Linked DNA regions of Mus musculus: regions 2 and 3 are each linked to region 1. A link is a contact called in public promoter capture Hi-C data. All regions are on one chromosome and are shown on one strand. The core of a region is the stretch at or near the end of the contact, and the rest is flanking DNA. Distances in the headings are between cores, read along the strand shown. Region 1 overlaps Gm32860 (a long non-coding RNA gene). Region 2 has its middle 37 kb from the start of Gm32969. Region 3 has its middle 13 kb from the start of Gm32729.

The links. Promoter capture Hi-C pulls out the DNA fragments that hold promoters and counts their contacts.
Region 2: a contact with region 1 is called in a promoter capture Hi-C map of hippocampal neurons, with 2.8 times the contacts expected there. The contact joins two enhancer-like sites.
Region 3: a promoter capture Hi-C map of hippocampal neurons shows a contact between it and region 1, with 5 times the contacts expected there. The contact joins two enhancer-like sites. A contact is called at or near these places in 1 of 39 promoter capture datasets (hippocampal neurons) and 4 of 484 Hi-C or Micro-C datasets (cerebral cortex, cortical neurons, forebrain and 1 more).

What each region holds. Positions count from the first base shown.
Region 1 is chr14:86,305,774-86,309,817 of GRCm38.p6, forward strand. It overlaps Gm32860 (a long non-coding RNA gene), which reads left to right. Exons shown (of 4, transcript XR_383673.4): 3 at 854-944; 4 at 2,117-2,425. Among named protein-coding and RNA genes, the nearest start is that of Gm32815, 7.9 kb to the left of the region's middle. Within about 2 kb of position 2,163, at least 10 of the 459 cell types and tissues checked have an H3K27ac peak or open chromatin away from gene starts, as enhancers often do. A contact at or near this core is called in hippocampal neurons, where this site is marked.
Region 2 is chr14:86,487,450-86,491,493 of GRCm38.p6, forward strand. No RefSeq gene overlaps it. Among named protein-coding and RNA genes, the nearest start is that of Gm32969, 37 kb to the right of the region's middle. Within about 2 kb of position 2,267, at least 33 of the 459 cell types and tissues checked have an H3K27ac peak or open chromatin away from gene starts, as enhancers often do. A contact at or near this core is called in hippocampal neurons, where this site is marked.
Region 3 is chr14:86,157,705-86,161,748 of GRCm38.p6, forward strand. No RefSeq gene overlaps it. Among named protein-coding and RNA genes, the nearest start is that of Gm32729, 13 kb to the right of the region's middle. Within about 2 kb of position 2,002, at least 16 of the 459 cell types and tissues checked have an H3K27ac peak or open chromatin away from gene starts, as enhancers often do. A contact at or near this core is called in hippocampal neurons, where this site is marked.

The sequences.
Region 1 (4,044 bases), core at 913-3,412:
GTGTGTCTGGCATATAAATGACTCCATTAGTGGCTTGTTAGTGAATAAGTGGTCCACCCTCTCATTTCTTAACATTAGAATTTCTAGACGATATTTTTTGAATGACTAAACTCTTCTCTTTGAAGAGTCAGGCTGCCCTTAGAGGGATTAAAATCAAAGCTGCTAAAAAAAAATAACATAGTCTCATATATGAAATGGATTCTAAGATGAAAGTGGTGGGTTACTCAAAATAACCCCTTGCAGATAATTCCATATCCTATTTCTTTAGTTAATTGATATTACTTCTTGAAAATCAACTACAGGGTCCTTCACAAAGCCCTCCCCAACCCTGATTCCCATTGTTTATAACTCAACACTCCCCATAGTACTTCCAAAAGAGTGTAATACATTGTGAATATCTTTCATGATAGTGCTCACATTTTTAAATCCACTGATCCTCTCCTTGAGCCTCTAACTTCATTTAGGAAAGTAACATTGTCTTATTCTTGTAATAATTCTTAATTCCTAATATAGTATCTGGCACCTAGTAGATGCTAAATATGTTTCCGTCAAAGTGAACTGAATTCTTGAAGACTTTCATAGATGCTATCAATTTTATAACCTGATTCACTCATGCATTAGCTTTCAGCTAGTTTTTTTCAACTAATCCCTGTTCAAACCTGGGAGGAATGATAAGGTATCATTTCATAAAGACTTTCAGGACTACTTTCAAGGTACCGAATGTCATTTTGAAAGAATTCTAATCAATAATAGTTTAAATTAGATATCAGAGAATCCAATGCATACATAAGTGCTTGCAATATTTATATAAAGCTAAACTCAACAGCTTTTTCATTCCCTTTCCTTCATTTAGCGTGACATTTTAGCTGATCTTCCTGAACTGCTGAGTAGAGCAAGAGCATTTCTATTACAGCCTCTTTTCCTCTGTGGTGTTCTACCAACAGGTGTGTAGGATTCTTTATTTTATGTATATTTTTTCTTTGCTTGCTTTATTATAAAAAAAATTTACTTTGACTGGTTCTATTTCAATAAAGGCTCACTTGGATTGCATGTATAATTCAAATACAGGGCTGAGATGTCTCAGCCTGTGAAGTTGTCTGCCACCAAGTCTAACAATATTAGTTCAATCCATACATGATAGAAGGAGAAAACCAACTTTCCCAAGTTGTCCTCTGTTTTCTACACATATACTGTGGTGCACGTGCATGCGCACACACACACCACACACACACACACACACACACACACACACACACACACACACACGAATGCAGACAAACACACACAAATAAATGCAATTTTTAAAAGTTAATTCTAATGTGGGGATCAGTTATTCCCTCAGAACTATCTAATGTGTGATTAATAAAAAGGGTTTTCTTTTTTCCCTCAACTTTCATTTTCCTCTGGAATTCGGGGATTAAGGAGAATGTAACCCATCCTTACACTCACAGCAGTCAGGATATAGAGTACTGAGGAAATGCCTTACCCTAAGAAAGTGGAGTTCATGTGATGTATAGAGGGATGTGACAGCATGAGTCCATACACTCCATTGAGCACTCTTCAGGAAAGGTGAACGTGTGTTTCCTGGCTGCCTACTTGCCATAGATATTTAAACCACCACCATTCACAGAAACATTTTCCTTAAAAAATAAACTATGAACAAAGTATGCAAATGTTTAAGTAAATTCTCTTTAAGGTGATAAATAGGGAAAAAATGTCTGCAAGGTCTTTAACTTGTGAGATTTATCTTCAGAAAAAGAAGTAAAAGGTTAAGAGGGGGTCATTTTTCTGTTTTTAACATCTGTTAGATTTGTCAGAAGTATTTGTGTTTCTCACCATTTTACAGCGTGTTTTCCACATGTTTCTTCTCTAGTATCACATCTTCTTTCTCAAGAACAGTGCCCAGTGCTACAGACACACACACACACACACACACACACACACACACACACACACACACACACATCTGCATTCACATCTCAACATATAGTTCTAACAAGACTTCTTTAAAGCGTATTGTATTTTCCTGACTGATTTCAGTTGTATTCATTTCATTATCTCCAGTCATTTCCCATTTCCTAAATTTCTTGCCTCAATACATCTGACACTCTTCCAGGTTCTACTTTGGAATAACAACCTGCCGATCCCTGCTCTGCAGCAGCCCCTGCTGGCAAGAGACACATCTCTGATATGCCTGGGCTTTCTCAGCTGTGCCTGTCAAACCTGGTCCTTCATCCCCAGGGAGCCATGCCTCAGTCTAGCCACAAGTGACCATAGTCTAGCCAGGAGTGACTTAACAGTCAGAAGATCCTGGAGCCAGGCTGTGTGCCATCTGCAGGGTAGCAGCTGCACATTGTTACCAGGATGGAAGGAGAATGCCAGATGAATGAGGAAGTTCAGCACGACTTTTTGTTTGTTTCTCCAACACATAAAAAAAAAATTGAAGCTGTGACTAAAATGATAAAAGGAAATCAATGCAGAAAAACAGACCACCTGAAAATCTTCTCTTGAAGCACGCGTGGTGACATGATGTCAAAGAGACATTCTTTTCAGGGAGAAGGCATATTAAATTATGTTCGCACTGACTGCTCTTCCAAGGACTGTTGATAGATGCTTAAGAGAGGAAAATATCCCTCTCTGCTTGACCTTAAAAGCTGTCTTACCACAGGCCTTAGACATTCAAATAGGAGCATAAAACATTCTTTCATTGATCCCATAAAGTATTTTCAAGCTGTTCCCTTTAGCTTTTCCTTATCATTTGCCAATGCATAAAGACAAGGCATGGGTGCACATAGAAAGACAGATAGATAGGTAGGTAGGTAGAAGGATAGATAGATAGATAGATAGATAGATAGATAGATAGATAGATAGATAGATAGATAGATAGACAAATAGGTGGAGGTATAGATATATTGATTCTGAGCTGAAGAATAAATATATTCATCATTCAGTGTGACAGAAGCAGAGTGGAGTATACTCAGGTGATTGCAATTTGCTTTGCCTTGTACCCATGAAAACTCCTGGCAGTGGAAAGAAAACCGAGCAGGCAGGTTATGATAACAGAAAATAGCTGCTTTTTCTCACATTTATCATTATATGTAAGCCAATCTTTCTAAAGACTGTGAAATGCATACATTTGTAATAAATACACTACTCCTCTAAGGCTGGATTGAAAAGATAACAAGACTGGAGAACCAATCTACACGAACTCAAATTAAGTTGTGGGGAGAAAAAAAAAACAACAGGATGTTGATTGGGAGAAATGAAGGCCATAAGAACAATAGGTGACAGGAAACAGGGACCAGAAGACTGGCTTCAGGATTTGTAGTATGTGTCTATTTTAGTACAAGGAAATGTATCCTTAGGAGGAAGGGCGAATAAGCATTAAACAATGGAAGAAACGTTGTATTTTTGTACTCAATCTCAACAGGAACAGCATCCTTCACTAGAGTGACCTCAGAGGTCCCTCTACTCCACGTTGATGAATGGTGTCATTTTACCTTATATTTAATATGGAAAATCAAGTGTTCTTGTTCTTGAGAGATTGTTATGCAGGAAGGGAGTCCTGTAGGTCAGCCTGTGTTTGTTTAAGGCCCCTTGCTTAGCCATATCACATGATGGGCAAGGCCGAGTACCAGTGGCCACCAAGGCATTAATGATGAGACAGGATACGTAAGCAAATCTGCACAGTGTCACTTTGCTTTCCCCATCTGAAAATAAAATTTACCCGAAGAGCCATATAATGTCACAATTCAGAATGATAAAACTGAGCACCCTCTTAGGCAAAGTGTTCAAGCTGAGATTTGTAAAGAAAAACAAAACAAAACAAAAAAGACAAGAAGCTAACACAAAACACTGTGTGTTCCCTCAATAGACAACATAAACTTTCAAGTAGTGACAAAAGGCTTTGCCTTATGTTACCATAAGTGAAATCTGAGCTTGGCATGTCAGCGCACAGTTGAGAAACTGTCAAATCATCTGCCCTTCCTATGTAACTCAATTTGGTAGGCTCAAAAAAAAAAAAAAAAACCTACCCCCAAAATA
Region 2 (4,044 bases), core at 1,017-3,516, 180 kb after region 1:
GAGTCATTTGCAGAGGCCAATGGTGTGCGGAGTACCAGGCTCGAAACAAAGCTTCCTTGGAGCTCCGCCTGTGATGCTGCACTGTGCTCACGGCAGGACAGCTAATTTCTCACACCAATCAATCAATCCATTGCCAGAAACGCTGAGGAGGGGAATGCAAATCCCTCCTGCACACTCTCTTGTCTTTCCCAGATCCTAAAGCTTGACACTGAAAATGATTTGCAAGCTCAGGCCATCTCCGGGATGCTGGGAGTTTCCTCTCCTGTCACCCTTTGTTCCTTCAATCCTAGAGGGATCCTCCAATCAGACAGGAAATGTGTGGCAGCCCATCTGTGTCTTGTTGCAGGAAGAACAAGTGTTGCTGAGTCTCCTGAGCTTGAACTCACACATTCCATCTCCTAAGAAAGTTTTTTAAATAGTCCTGAGTAATTCAGTCCTTTGTTCTCTAGACCAGTTTAGGGCACAGTCTTCAGGGATGCATTGGCTATAAACTGCTGAGTTGCATACAGTGGGCCCTAAATCACACATCTTTCGGGGAGGGAGCATGGTATGAATATTTCTTCAGCACAACTTTTGGGATGATAGTCTCTGTTTTTAGCTCATAGCATTAGTTCTGATATGAATTATGACAATCTATTTAATGGTCATATACTAGCCAATAGCGTGAACATGATCTAATCACATTGACACTAAGGGACTTAGAACTTTTCCTTTCAAACATAAAATACCAGCAAAATATTTTTAAAATAATAAGTCAAAAATCTATGCATATCTCTATGTCAAGCCGGGCATTCCCTGAGTAAACTCAGATGGTGAAAAGTATCTAAATGAACTAGTAATCATTCATTCACTTTCATCGTTAATAATTCATTTGCGTTCTTGTTGAGATGGGACTTAACAACAAGAAAGTCGGAGGTGCTGAAAGAGAAGAGCTGTGGGTTCAAACTGACAGCAAGAAGCCTGAAGGAACGCAGATATGCCTCTGGCCAGCATGGCAATGTTGTTCATAAGCTCAGCATAAGATCACTGGCTTCCCATCCCAACCCTAGGCAGTCTGTGAGCTAGAGTTTGCTGAGCTAACAGGGTCTTGCGTTTAGATCCTGCTTGTGACCTGAGCCAGGTACATTTCTACCACTGATCAACAGCACAGGTCACAGTAAAGAGCAGCCTTGAAGGGACCCATGACACCTCCCACAGCTCTGAGAGTGGGATGGTGTGATGAGCTGTAGCTTGGTAATGAAGACTATCCTGGAGGTAAGGCATTGAAAATGTGACCTCCACTTCATATATGTGGGTTTTCAAGTAGAAGTCAAAGATCTCCTCTCCACAGCATAACGCCAAGTGAAAAATTAAACAGGCTATCAGTACCAGCCTGGTCTGTTTGACCAGGGGAGTCTTTGATTATGGTGTAGATGTTTTCTTGACTCCTACATTCAAGAGCAAAACAGCCTCCATGCTCCTGTGGATTAATGTTTTTGGATACATGTCTGTGGTATGAAAAGCTTTAGCACATCAAACACTGATACAGGAGCATTTACCCTGCAGCAATGATATAATCAACAGAATAAACTCACAGGTTATTATGATTCAGATCAACAAGATAAAGTCCTTTATTTTCCAAATAAAGATATAACATTACTCTGCCGGAGCAAAACTAACTAAAAAGTCATCATCAGGAAAGAGCTTAGAACCCGCCCAAATAATTTCTCCTGAACCATCTCTCTGTCTGAGCCTCCCTCCCTCTCCTTTGTTTATCTTCCATTGTCTACAGTCGCCAGCAAGTAAACATCAATGCCTAAGCAGGAACAAAAGGAAACAGAAACATATATTTATGTAAACTTGTATTGATTCAACTAGGAAGGAACTCAGCAGCTTTCGACTTCCGAGTCACAAATCATTATGATCAGAAATGCCGATGTGCCAGGAATACATGAGAGCTTTCCCCCACCATCACCGTGAGGGCCCGTTGTGTAGCTGTAGTTAAGCTGGGAAACATTAAAAATAGTTTTCAGCCTCCACTTCTCCTGTGTTATTTTGGGGAACGGAGGACACAATGGTTGAGTCCTGGCTCATGCATTCCGCTCCACGTTCAGTCACATTTGGAAAAATCCAAGGGAGGCCACATCACCTTTCCAAACATGAGAAAACTCTGTTCTTCCCCAAGATGACCCGAAATGTTCTAATTATTGGTTATTCCCTCTGGTCGGTGATGCAGCCAACAAGCGCGTAGAGTTCAGTGAACCCACAAGCGCACAGCTGTTATCTTTGACTTGTGGCCAAAACAAAAATTGGAACAGAATTTACCCAGACAAGTGTAAAGGCTTCTGTTTAAAGCAGCTATTTTCTAAGCCAGATAAACAGCTTTGAAATGGAGAAGAAATGAATCCTTTTCAAAAATGCCTGAATCAAAGCGAGGTCAGCGTGCTGAAGACAAGATGTTAACGTAGATTGGCCACATGGATGCGCAGGCTCCCAAAGCCTCCACTTCCCTGGACTTCTTTGGTCAACAAGTTTTGTGTTTCAAAACCAACTTTCATCATTTGGCTATGTTTATTAGTTCCTTCAAGGGATACAACACAAACGGTCAACAAACTGCTCTGGGGGAAGCTCCTGCTAGCCAGCCACTGCATGGACCAGTGGCCTATTTTGGCCAATGGCATCAGAGTCTTCTGTGTGGAAATCCAGAAGAGGAAAGAAAACAAAGCAGGTTCCCTTTGAGTCAGTGTTTCTGGCCTTGGAATTTCTTCGAAGAGACATTAGCAAGTGCCTCATTTTTTATAAGTGGCAGAGGGCCTGGTAAGCAATGGCTGGTGGGAGAAACAGGAGGAAATCGCCCTCCTGTTCCTTACACAAACACTGTGTTCCTGTGTTAATCTGGCAATCCATCTTGCGATCACCAAACAGCACCGAGCGAGGAAGCAATTCACACTGCAATAGTGCTCCTCCGAGCTTTTCATAGCTTGATGCCTATTGCAGCTGCTTATATTGTACCAGCAGGTGGGTATAAAATAGCAGATTCCAGAGCCTACGGAAGCCGTGTCCCAGGGTAGAAGAGGAGATGATTTTTTTTCCAGTAGAGTGAATATGCATATCAATGTACCTGAATGGAGAGCTGGGTCCTGGTGAGCTGTCATCGGCAGCAAATCCATCTGCACTTCCATCTCAAGTGGTCTATTTCTGCGATAACAAGGCTTCTGCAGCAAAGGGTTGAAAAGCCTGCTTTTCTCAATTCCTGCGGGGCCGGCAGACCACATCTACAGTGCAGACAGCCTTGAGCCCAACAACTTCCCTTCATTTCCAAATTCTCCCTGCACTCTTCATTTGCAGCAGTCATAAAAAATAAAAATAAAAATAAAATAGAATCTCATCAGTTTTGAAGTCCTGGCTTTCGTGGATAATAAGCATCAGGTAGCCAGACAAGAAAGCTCGCTACTAAATGTAGGTGGCCATTCTAAAAATCCTCCGTCATTAAGGCAGTCAGCTGCATAATTGGGGTCAACTTCATACCCAATGGGCAGGGATAGTTATCAGAAGTCCATCAAGCAAATGGATGGAATGTCTCAAACCTACAAGCATCAGGCTCTTTCCAAAATAACAAGAAGTGACAGCTGAAGTCATGCTTAACAGAATCGGTTTTAAAATGTGAAATGGGGTTTAAATGTGGCACTGCCTTCCTATGGGGTGTGAATGAGGTTCAGAATCCAGGAGCAGAGATCCCTAGTAAAGCCAAGACCCTTGCTTTGTCATCTGTTTATGAGAACTAGTTATCTCTAGATAATACTTGAAAGAATGATGACGTGTGGACAACAGACAGGAGAGCCTTAGTGAACTTCTAAAGTGGCAGAAATGTTGTTTACCTGGCCGTCTGTTTATAACAGACAAGCAAAGAAATTATGTCTGCACTCCTTTTCAGTTCCAGAACCATAGATACTTGTTACTTGTTCCTTCTAAGAATTCATTGCTTTTTTTTATATATACAATTTTTTAATACTTGCGGGCCAGCACATATTTTCTGCAAAAAACCACAATGGGTTAAAAGTGTAT
Region 3 (4,044 bases), core at 752-3,251, 150 kb before region 1:
CAGTTATTGTAAGATCCACTGTATGATATAGGGGAGGATCCTAACATATGTGGGTGTAAATACACATTTTACAAAACACAGGAGAAATGAATTTGCTCATAATGGCCAGGTAAAGCTAAAATCAACAGTGGAAAAAAATAAAACATGCCCCATGAGATGAATTTATCAAAACCTGGAGGATGATGGAATCCTGAACAACAAGCAGCCTAGTTTTACAAAAGAGCAAGTCATCTCCGACACAATCAATAGCTCTTTTCAGCAGACTGACAAAATTAAAGGACAGAGGGAATCTGGAAATGCTGCCTATTTGCACTCTCACAATGTGTTTAACGCGCACCCAGCACATTTTCAATTCAACTGTAGATAAAACTGATTCAACCATGAATGCTTTCTAAAAGGATCTGACAAAAAAAAAAAAAGAAAAAAAAAGAAGGTAAAATGTCATCGATAATGACAATGCAGGCTGTTGTGGGATGCTGGAGTTAATAAAGATGATTCTCTGCAGATCCAAACTGATCAAACGGGGAAAGGATATCGGAATTGTATTCATGCTTGTTGAATAGCACATTTCATAGAGCACAATTAGGTAGATTCAAAAACCACAATGGATACAGAAAAGACAAGGATGTTAGGTGCGCCCTCTGTGATGACTCTTGAGATCTGGACAGAAAGAAAAAAAAATGCAGACTTTAGGAAAGTGAATCCCTCAGGACAGAGAACTGACTTGAGCTGTGTTCTTACTTGGCTTTCTTTAAGGGCGTTCATCCACAATTTGAAGTGTCAGGTTTTTTTTTTTACCCTGATCCTGACTTTAACACTTCATATGATGTGATAGGAACCCTCTCACATCCACTGAATGTCTTGGATCTTGAGTCAGAGCTTGACTGACAGGTCTATTGATGCTTTATCATCTCTGACACTCCTGATCTTAGATGCAAACATAACTTCAGCTTTGGTCTACAGGGTTTCCTTTGACCTACGCTGTGGTCAGAGATAGAGATCAAGATGAGTGAATCACTAAATGCAAAGAAATGACAGGAATAATATATCGTGTGTAGAACATTCAGGCAATGAGAGGAAGAAGTTGTGAAGGGGGATTGGAGAAACTTTGGAAGGGGTGATATTTAGTTTGGTCTCTAAAGGCAAGATAAGGAAGACTGTAGATGCAGATGTATCTCACATGGAGAGGCAGCAAGCAACCAAATCTCTCCTCACAGATATGAGAAAAATGACTTGTGCAGTCTAGCACAGAACACTGCTTGCAAGAATAGATGGAATAAATCCTATGTTAATATACAAACTCCATGCTGTACATTCTACAAAGGTAAGGATTGTTATCATGTGATGCTTGGTTTTAAATTGAAGTGAATAACAATACCTTCTAAAGTAAAAGCTAGACAAGCCTTTAACCCAATAATCATGCACAGTATCGTTAAATCTCTGGGCTTCACCCACTTCTCTAAAGACCTCTTACTCATGAGTCAGGTAGGGAGATGCCGCATCTGTGGAACAGAGCTAGCGTGAGTTTTGTTATGGGTACATGTACTTGCAGACACAGCATGACTCACATGTGTGGGATATGAAGCCTCCTACAGATCAGCATGGATTCACAGGCAGCAGCTGCTACTGTCCTCCTCTGCAGTTTGTTCCCTGAAAAGGGTGGCGTGTTCCCACCATCACAGAAGTTCGCAATCACCAAACTCCTTTGCTCTACATTGTGACCACGTAGTAAATCATCGTGTTTCCTAGTCTCGGCTTTCTATGTCTTTGCATCGTCGTGCCAACAAATCTATCCCTTCACTTGGACTTTATCCACGGTTCCTTACCTAGTGCCTTGTATCAGCCTTCCAGCTCTCTCGTCTCTGGTCCACCCTCTGTACTGAGGTGGGATAGAAAAAGGCTGCTTTGTCCTACTGTGCTTTGATTCAAAATTCATAAATAGCTCACAGTGCCAACATCAGTGACTCTCTTGCTTTATCGTTATGAAAGTCACACTTGATATTTGTCTGAAAGACGGGTTTCAGAAAATGCTTCTTCCCCTCTGATTCAGAGGCAGTACAATCCAGGAATCTTCTGTTTTTTAACAAATGAAAATTTGGCATTGATTTTATTATGGGGCTTTTAGAGGGCAGCCTTACAGCAGAGTTTGGCACTTCATACATTCATGACTAAGTTTTAAGTATCTGTCACCAAATGTCCTTTATCTGTCATATCATTATTCCAGTAAGCATGATTATCAAAATAGTGATTATAACATATAATTTGATGTACATTCAATGCATGGCTATCAATTTTTCTATTGATGTAAACATACTGGACTTTGTAAATAACATACCATATGAGATCATTTAATGATTCCCAAGGAGTTGATAACTGGTACAAATGTACCTATTAAAATAGCTCACAGATTTTTTTTTAAGTGTTAAATTCTTCATAGTCATATTTAAATGAAGCTTGATTCCTGGTCCTAGAATTTCACAGTTTACAGAAGTCTCCAAAAAGTAACTTTTTCTGCCAAGAAGGGAGGGTTTTTATCATCCTGACAAGATCTTAATCATGAGGCATAATTAATCATGTCTTTCCTGTGTACCTACTGGGGATAGGTTAGTGTCATTGGAAATTTTGAGGGTGTTTTTGTTTCCCTGAAATGGTGTCCATTCCATCACCATATAAAAGGAGACTGGTTGCCATGGAAATAGTGAAATGATTGGCTAACAGATACACATGATATGGCTGGAGAATACATGATAGTGTAGAACAGAGAGTGAATGGCACTGAGAGACTCAGCAAGCAAGTGTCATGGGAAGAATAAAGGTCATAGAAAGACCATGTTAGGCCATTAGGACTCAAAGCCAACTCTCCGCTCATCTGTTGGCATTGGAGAAGCCTGTGTACATGATGCTAAAGCAAAATAAATAGAAAGCTGTTGTTTTGTTTCTATATCCCAAATTATTACCTAATCAAAGCAAATTTAAACTTAGGAGCATTCCTTGTGACTAATTTTTAAATCAATAAATTAAAATCATATGTACTTACATATGCAAAATATTATTTTGATATATGTATATGAATGACTTAACTGAGTTAATTAAATTTCATTATATCACACTTACTTTTATATTGAGATATATAATTACTTTCTTAGAGATTTTTAAGATATAACATACTAACACGGCCTATTGCTATCATGCTGTTCAATTGACCTCTTAAGCTTATTTCTACCACACAACTGAAGTTTTGCACTTTTTAGCTGATACCTTCCTAACCAGCTCTACCCACTCCACCCTGACCATCCTACCACTCCATGGCAGACCCTGGTCATCACCTTTTTATTCTCAATTATGAGAACCAACATTTTTTTTAATTCCACCTACATATAAGATCATGTAGTGTTTCTGTCTTACACATTTCCTATTAATGCCCTCCAGGTCCATGTACATTGTGACAAGTATCATGCTTTCTTTTATTCAAGCAGAGAATTACTACACTGTGCATGTGCCAAAATCACATTTTCTATATTCACATATTCACTGACAGATGTCTAGTATTGTTTCATATCTTAGTTATATTAAATATGATACACAGGGCTTAAGAGGCACTTCAAAATGCTTTTTAAATTTCTGTTCTATGTATACCTAAGGGTGGGATATAGATCATATAGTAAATACTAGATTGATTTTTTTGAGGGAGTATTCACACTCTTTTCTGTAATAACTGTATTAGTTTACGTTGGTAATGATCATCTGCAAGTGTTTCATTTTCTCTGTGTCCTCACAAAGACATGTTCGTTTTCACCTTTTTGATAATAGTCATTCACTTTGAGGTGGTATCTCCTGTGTTTTGCATTTCCAGTCTTTTCATGAGCATAATTTTAAGAAGAAACCTGTCAATCATTTCTATGATTTTCACAGGAAACTATCTATTTGGGTATTTTGCTTATTTTTAAGCATATTATTTGTTTTCTTGTTATTGAGTTAAAATTACTTGCCTACTCTGGATATTAATGCCTTATCATGTGGAGAGCTTGAAGTTATTTTCCTCTAC